2 separate regions of the Macaca mulatta genome follow, and region 1 is linked to region 2. A link is a contact called in public Hi-C data. All regions are on one chromosome and are shown on one strand. Each heading gives the region's core, a stretch centred on a gene start, on an enhancer-like site or on the middle of the called end of the contact. The rest is flanking DNA. Distances are from core to core; before and after follow the strand shown.

Region 1 (3,013 bases), core at 326-2,825, 130 kb after region 2:
AGCTTCCCCTGAAACCCTGACTGGTGACAAGGGGGAAGTACTTTATTCAAGTAGAGAACTTTATAGCGGCAGACACCCCCTTCACCAGGTGACTGGCACCCACTTCACCGGGAAGGTGTCGCGGCCGTATCAGGTGCCCGGGCTGAGATGCGGAAGCCCAGGGCAGCACATGGACAGATGGACGCCCTCCTGAGGGTGCAGGCTGGCTCTGATGGTGAGGAAATGTCAGGAAAACGCAAAGCCAAGGGCAGGCGACACAAGAACTGGCCTGTGTCCCCCTGAAAAAGGCTCAGGTCGTGACAGATGAGACAGGACTGAGGAGCTGTTCCCAATGAAGGGACTGAAGAGAAAGGACAACGAAACAAAACGTGTGGCTGGGGATCCCCTCTTCCAAGAAATGACGCCCCAAAGACAAGGTGCAAAACGTGAATGAAGCCTGCAGCTTAGCTGATAGCATGATATTAGCGCTAATTTCCTGATTTTGACAATTATACTGTGGTTAGGAGAATGACCCTGTTTTTATGAAATATCCACTGAAATATTTAGGGGTAAAGGGATATGATGTCTGCAAATTCCTCTCAGGGGTTCAGAGTTCATATAAACACACAGTGAGAGATCATAAGAAATGAGATACGGGCAGATCTGCTGAAATGCTAACATCGGGCAATCTGGGTGAAGAGGATATGAGAACTCTTTGTATTATTTTTGTGACTTTATGTTTGAAATTGTCAAAATAAAATGTTATTTATTATTTAATGATTTTTTTTGTTGTTGTTAGAGACAGAGTCTCACCATGTTGCCCAGGTTGGTCTCGAACTCCTGGGCGCAAGTGATCCACCTACCTTGGTCTCCCAAAGTGCTGGAATTACAAGCATGAGCCACCTCGCCCAGCCCTAAAGTCTTATTTTAAAAAAGGAATTAAGAAATACAGGCTGAGCACAGTGGCTTGTGCCTATGAGGCCAAGGCAGGAGAATCGCTTAAGCCCAGGAGTTTGAGACCAGCCTGGGCAACACGGCAAAACCCCGTCTTTACAAAAAATGTAAAAATTAGCTGGGCATGATGGTGCACACCTGTAGTCACAGCTACTCAGGAGGTTGGGGTGGGAGGATCGCTTGAGCCGCAGTGAACTGTGATCGCACCACTGCACTCTAGCCTGAGAGACAGAGCAAGACCCTGTCTCGAAAAAAGAAAAAGAGCTACAGTGGGCCTTACTTACGGGTCTTACTTACTACCACTCTTACTTACAGTGTTAAGTGACAGCACGTGTTAGCGCTGCCTTTTACTGTCTCCCAAGGTGGGAGCATCACTGAAGCAGGCCCTGAGGGAACTACAGGACTCTCTGACTCGCTGAGGGCAAGGAGATTCTTCTGGGAATTTTTCCTTGGCTTCTCCCAAATCATAATAATGGCCTGGACACAGGATGTGCAGGCCAGCCCTAGTGGGGGACATCTGCCAGGCTGGCGCCAGAGGGCGCTGTCCCCAGGGACCACACAGGGTGCCAGGCCACATAACTCTGCAATGTGTTGGCTGAACTTTTCAGGAAACTTGGATGCCACACATACTTTTCCTTTCTTTGTGGGCAGGCAAGATGAGTCACGTTTTTCCAGAGTCTGCTCGGCCCCAGTATTCAGACCTCATCAGCTGCCCTGGTCCGGAAGGCTCCAGCGGGGGCCAGTGAAAGGGGGACCAGGGTGCCTGCATTAGCTGGGCCAGCACTGGGGCTTAGGGGCAGCCTTGGGCAAGCCAGAGTCAATCTTTTTGTCGGGTAAAGGGTAAAGCTCACAGTAATTCTGGATCATGGCAACATTTTCGGACAGACCCAGGGCCCTTTGTACAACTCACAGGGCGCAGCCCTGAGGGAGGCTGGGCTCTGGCTTCATATGGTCCCTGTTCTCCCGCCCACCTGCCCCTCCTCTGCTGCACCTCACTCCCCAGCACCTCTCCAGGCCCTACCTTCGAGTACCTCACTCCCCAGCACCTCTCCAGGCCCTACCTTCGAGTACCTCACTCCCCAGCACCTCTCCAGGCCCTACCTTCGGGGTCCCCTCAGTTCCCCTGCCTCCCTTCCTTCCGAAGGCCACTGTGTTATTGGGACGATGGAGCAGAGACCTAAGGAAGGGACCCCACCTGTGTCCATCTGCAGGCAGGGTCGCTGCAGGCTCCCTGAGAAGCAGGCTCTGGGATGGAAATGAGCACGTTGGATGTACATCAGGGAGTGCTCTCGGGCCCGACAGAGGAGCGATGGAGACCCCGTGAAGTCCCGACAGAGAGTTCTGGCGTTCGGATGCCCCTTTAGAGCTGTCCTGAGCGGGGGTCGGGGGCTGGTCCTTTATGTCCATACATCGGCCGGTTATTGGGCACAGACTGTCTCTGGGAGGGGCTGAAGGCTGGCGATGTGGCGCTCCTTAGCTGAGGGAGGGCTGTCTGTCACACCCACAGCTGGGAGTGAGTTCCTCATTCTTGAAGGAATCGGGAATCTGGGAGGCACAGCACAGCCTCAAGGGTGTTCTGGCTCCAGGGTGTTTTGAGCAGAGGGCCTGGGGACATGCTGAGCATCTCAGGGTGTTTCAGGCAGAGGGCCTGGGGACATGCTGAGCATCTCAGGGTGTTTCAGGCAGAGGGCCTGGGGACATGCTGAGCATCTAAGGGAGCCTGAGCAGAGGAAGATGGGGGGTGGGTGTGCACCAAATGAAGTCAGAGCCAGCCCAGGGTTACCTCAGAGGACCTCAGAGGCCATGTGTGGTGGGGTTTGGAGACTTAATTTAAACGTGCTGGGGAGGCGTCAAGGGGTTGAACAGCAGATGACATGATCAGATTTATGTTTTAAAAACAGGAGTTGGCAAATTACTACCCAATGGCCCAATCCTGCTGGCCACCTGCTTTTATAAATACTTATTGGGACACAGCTGCACCATTAGTTTATACTTTGTCTATGGCTTCGTAGTTGCAAAAGAGACCACGTGGCCTTCGAAGTCTAAGACATTTACCATCTGGCTTTTTACAGGAAACATT
Region 2 (2,807 bases), core at 86-2,585:
CTTCCCCAAAATCGCTCTTCCCTTTTCATATCAGAGATGAACGTGACTCTGTTTCCCCTAACCTTAGCACAAGTGTAATCACGGCCATGAAAGGAAGGTGTCAAGGCGCTTTCCTCGGATGCCAGATTCCGCAGGCGAGCCGTCCCACTCTACCCACTTGCTACTGCCTTCGAGTTACTCAACTGCGAACGTCACAAGCCCTGACGTCACCGTATGGCGGAGAAGCCTTTCACACCTCCGGGGTTCACTCAGTCATTTCACTTCCTCTGTTGCTCCGCCCTCACTGCTCTTTGATTCGTGCACCGTCAACACAGCAAATGCATTTTCTCTCATTTCTCCAATGCCTCAAATAGAAATGCCTCATGTCTTTGTAAGAAATAACATTAACCACCTGAAGTATGGCAAGCCTAGGTGCCAGAGTAAAAGTATAAGCTCCGAAATACCTACGTTCATTTGTGTGACAAATGTTTACTGAAAACCAAGTTTCACTCATCCCGGTAGCCTCAAGACCGGGCAAATACTAAGTTTTCAGTCTCCATCGTCACAGAGTTTACCATGTAATGGCAAAGAAATAGGAGGGACTACTGGGAAATACAAAGAAGTGTGTCCCCCCAACAGCACCTATCAATTGTGAGGGATCATGAGACAGCATGGGAAGTCCTCATCGGGGCTTCTGGGAAGGCTTCCCTGAGGAAGTGGCATCTAACCTGAGACTTGGAGAAAACAAGCAGGTGGCCAAAAGAGAGGGAGGAACGATCCAGAGAGCAGGAGCTGTCTGTAAAGTCCGGCAGGCCTGGAGAAGCAAGGCAGTTTGAGGAAGCTGACAAAGGCCAGAGTAGCTGGAGGGAAATGCAAGGACAGAGGCACCAGGTGAGGCTGGGGAGGGAGAAGGGGGGGGCAAGGAGGGCGTGCCGGGAAGTGCGGACTCCTACAGGCGAAGGAAAAGTACCGGAGGCTTTAGAAATGAAAGTGACGGGATTAGAAATATGTTTGAAGGAAATATCTCCAACAGCAGCATGGCAAATTAATTGGAGGGGGCAGAGCAGGCGCTGGGAGAGCTCGGCTGCTAGAATGGTTCATAGGAAGATGACACTGACTGGGAGTGAGGGAGAGAGGTGAACAAGCCAGGAGCAGCAGCGAGGAGCTGTTCTCTTGGACCTGGAGTCAAACAGCTTTCCTGTTAGAACAGCTGGGAGGATGCGGGCATTTATGGAATCAGCCTGGTTAAAAAGAAAGAAAACAAACCGAAGAAGGAAGGGGAGGGAAGGAGATGGGCACAGAAAGATCAGTGTCAGGGGAATCTGAGCCCTGAAGGAGAGCACAACCTCCAGGGTGAGGGCACAGGATGAGATGCGGGCCTTGGACAGGGCAGCGAGGGGTCCATACCCTGCGCTGCAGGAGGAAAGGGAACTGCATGGGCTGTGAGTTATATCACAGGGGTCCGAAGCATGGGTAAGGACTCAGCTCAGCTGGCTGTGGGGTTCGAGCTGAACAGCAGTAGGGGCAAGAGGCCATTCTTCAACACATTCACCAGGAAGCAGAGAAAGTTCTGAGATGGGAGGTTTTGTGGCCCTAAAGCAATGGCCAGAGGTGCTCAATGCCCTGGGCCCTGATGACTTTCCAGCTGGTTCCAGTTACCTGCGAAGCCTGGTGACCAGTCCCACTTACAGATACCCCCGAATCCTCCCGGCACCGTCCACTGCTTAAACTAGTCAGGGATCTTCTGGCAACAAAACCTCTATCTACTCCAAGACAACTATCCTACCTCACCAAGTTGGAGACACCACCAAATGTGAAGTCACACCCTGACTGCAGAGATACTGAAATGTGTACCGAGACCCTACGGAATAGGGCAATATGTTACATACGGGGCCAGCTCCAGAGGAACAACTTTAATTACAGGGATGTCATACAATTGTACCTACTCATAATCCAGAGACAATAAGTCTCTTATCTACGAGGAGTGTGTGAACTCAGCAGGGAAGGGTAGAGTTTGGAAAGCAGATAATCACCTGAGCCTTCTCGTGTCATAAGTAATGATCAGCAAGTACCAGGCTGAGCCCACACACCTGCCACTTTGGTATCTCCACCAGCAGAGGTCAGTGCCCCGCAGCAGAGTCAAGAAACTTGCAAGCTGACTCTTGGCTGTGAGAGCCAAGAGACAAGGCAATAATTCAATAGATGACCACAAATACACAGACAGGCAATTCTCCCTTAAGCAAGTTCCAGCAGCTTCTAAGCCTTGTTTTCACTATGCTCCCCGCCCCGAGTCTTTTTTACACATTCTCCCCCTAACTGTACTAGCCCCACGACATTTTAATAGCACAGATATACAGTGTATTTATTCAGGTACCGTGGCCCTTCGGGTGGCCAAAACCCACTGTAACAGCTGCAATGGTTTTGTCTCCCAACAAGAACCGATCTCCACTTACTCAGGGTGTTGTGCACTCCAGCTGAGAGTGAATGAGTTTTGAGTGAACACACGTTTTTGTTTTGTTTATTTATAAAGAGTGATTATTGGTTGCTTTGAGGTCTGATTTTGGAGCTAGAGAGAAAAGCAAAAGATCAGCGAGTACCGGCCCCCTGGGTTTACAGAGAAAGCTCTTAATGACAGCAGCAACAACAAAACAAAGCCCCGAGACCTCACGGGTTGTCTGAGGAAATACAGGCACTTCATCACAGATCTGGGCCTGAATCCTGGGCCTCACTGAAAAACAATGCTTTCTTCCCCTCCTACGAAACGTGGCCCCTGCTTTTACCTATTTTGATCACTATAGGTGAGGTTGACCAGTTTTGCTAGAAACAAG

The links. A called contact is a pair of places that touch in the nucleus more often than the background predicts.
Region 1: a Hi-C map of blood shows a contact between it and region 2, with 3 times the contacts expected there. The contact joins two enhancer-like sites. A contact is called at or near these places in 7 of 14 Hi-C or Micro-C datasets (blood, cortical neurons, fetal cortex germinal zone and 4 more).

Annotation. Positions count from the first base shown.
Region 1 is chr3:191,181,861-191,184,873 of T2T-MMU8v2.0, forward strand. The region is part of intron 3 of PRKAG2 (protein kinase AMP-activated non-catalytic subunit gamma 2); the gene reads right to left. Among named protein-coding and RNA genes, the nearest start is that of PRKAG2, 120 kb to the right of the region's middle. Within about 2 kb of position 1,576, at least 6 of the 40 cell types and tissues checked have an H3K27ac peak or open chromatin away from gene starts, as enhancers often do.
Region 2 is chr3:191,051,891-191,054,697 of T2T-MMU8v2.0, forward strand. The region is part of intron 4 of PRKAG2 (protein kinase AMP-activated non-catalytic subunit gamma 2); the gene reads right to left. Among named protein-coding and RNA genes, the nearest start is that of RHEB, 110 kb to the left of the region's middle. Within about 2 kb of position 1,336, at least 2 of the 40 cell types and tissues checked have an H3K27ac peak or open chromatin away from gene starts, as enhancers often do.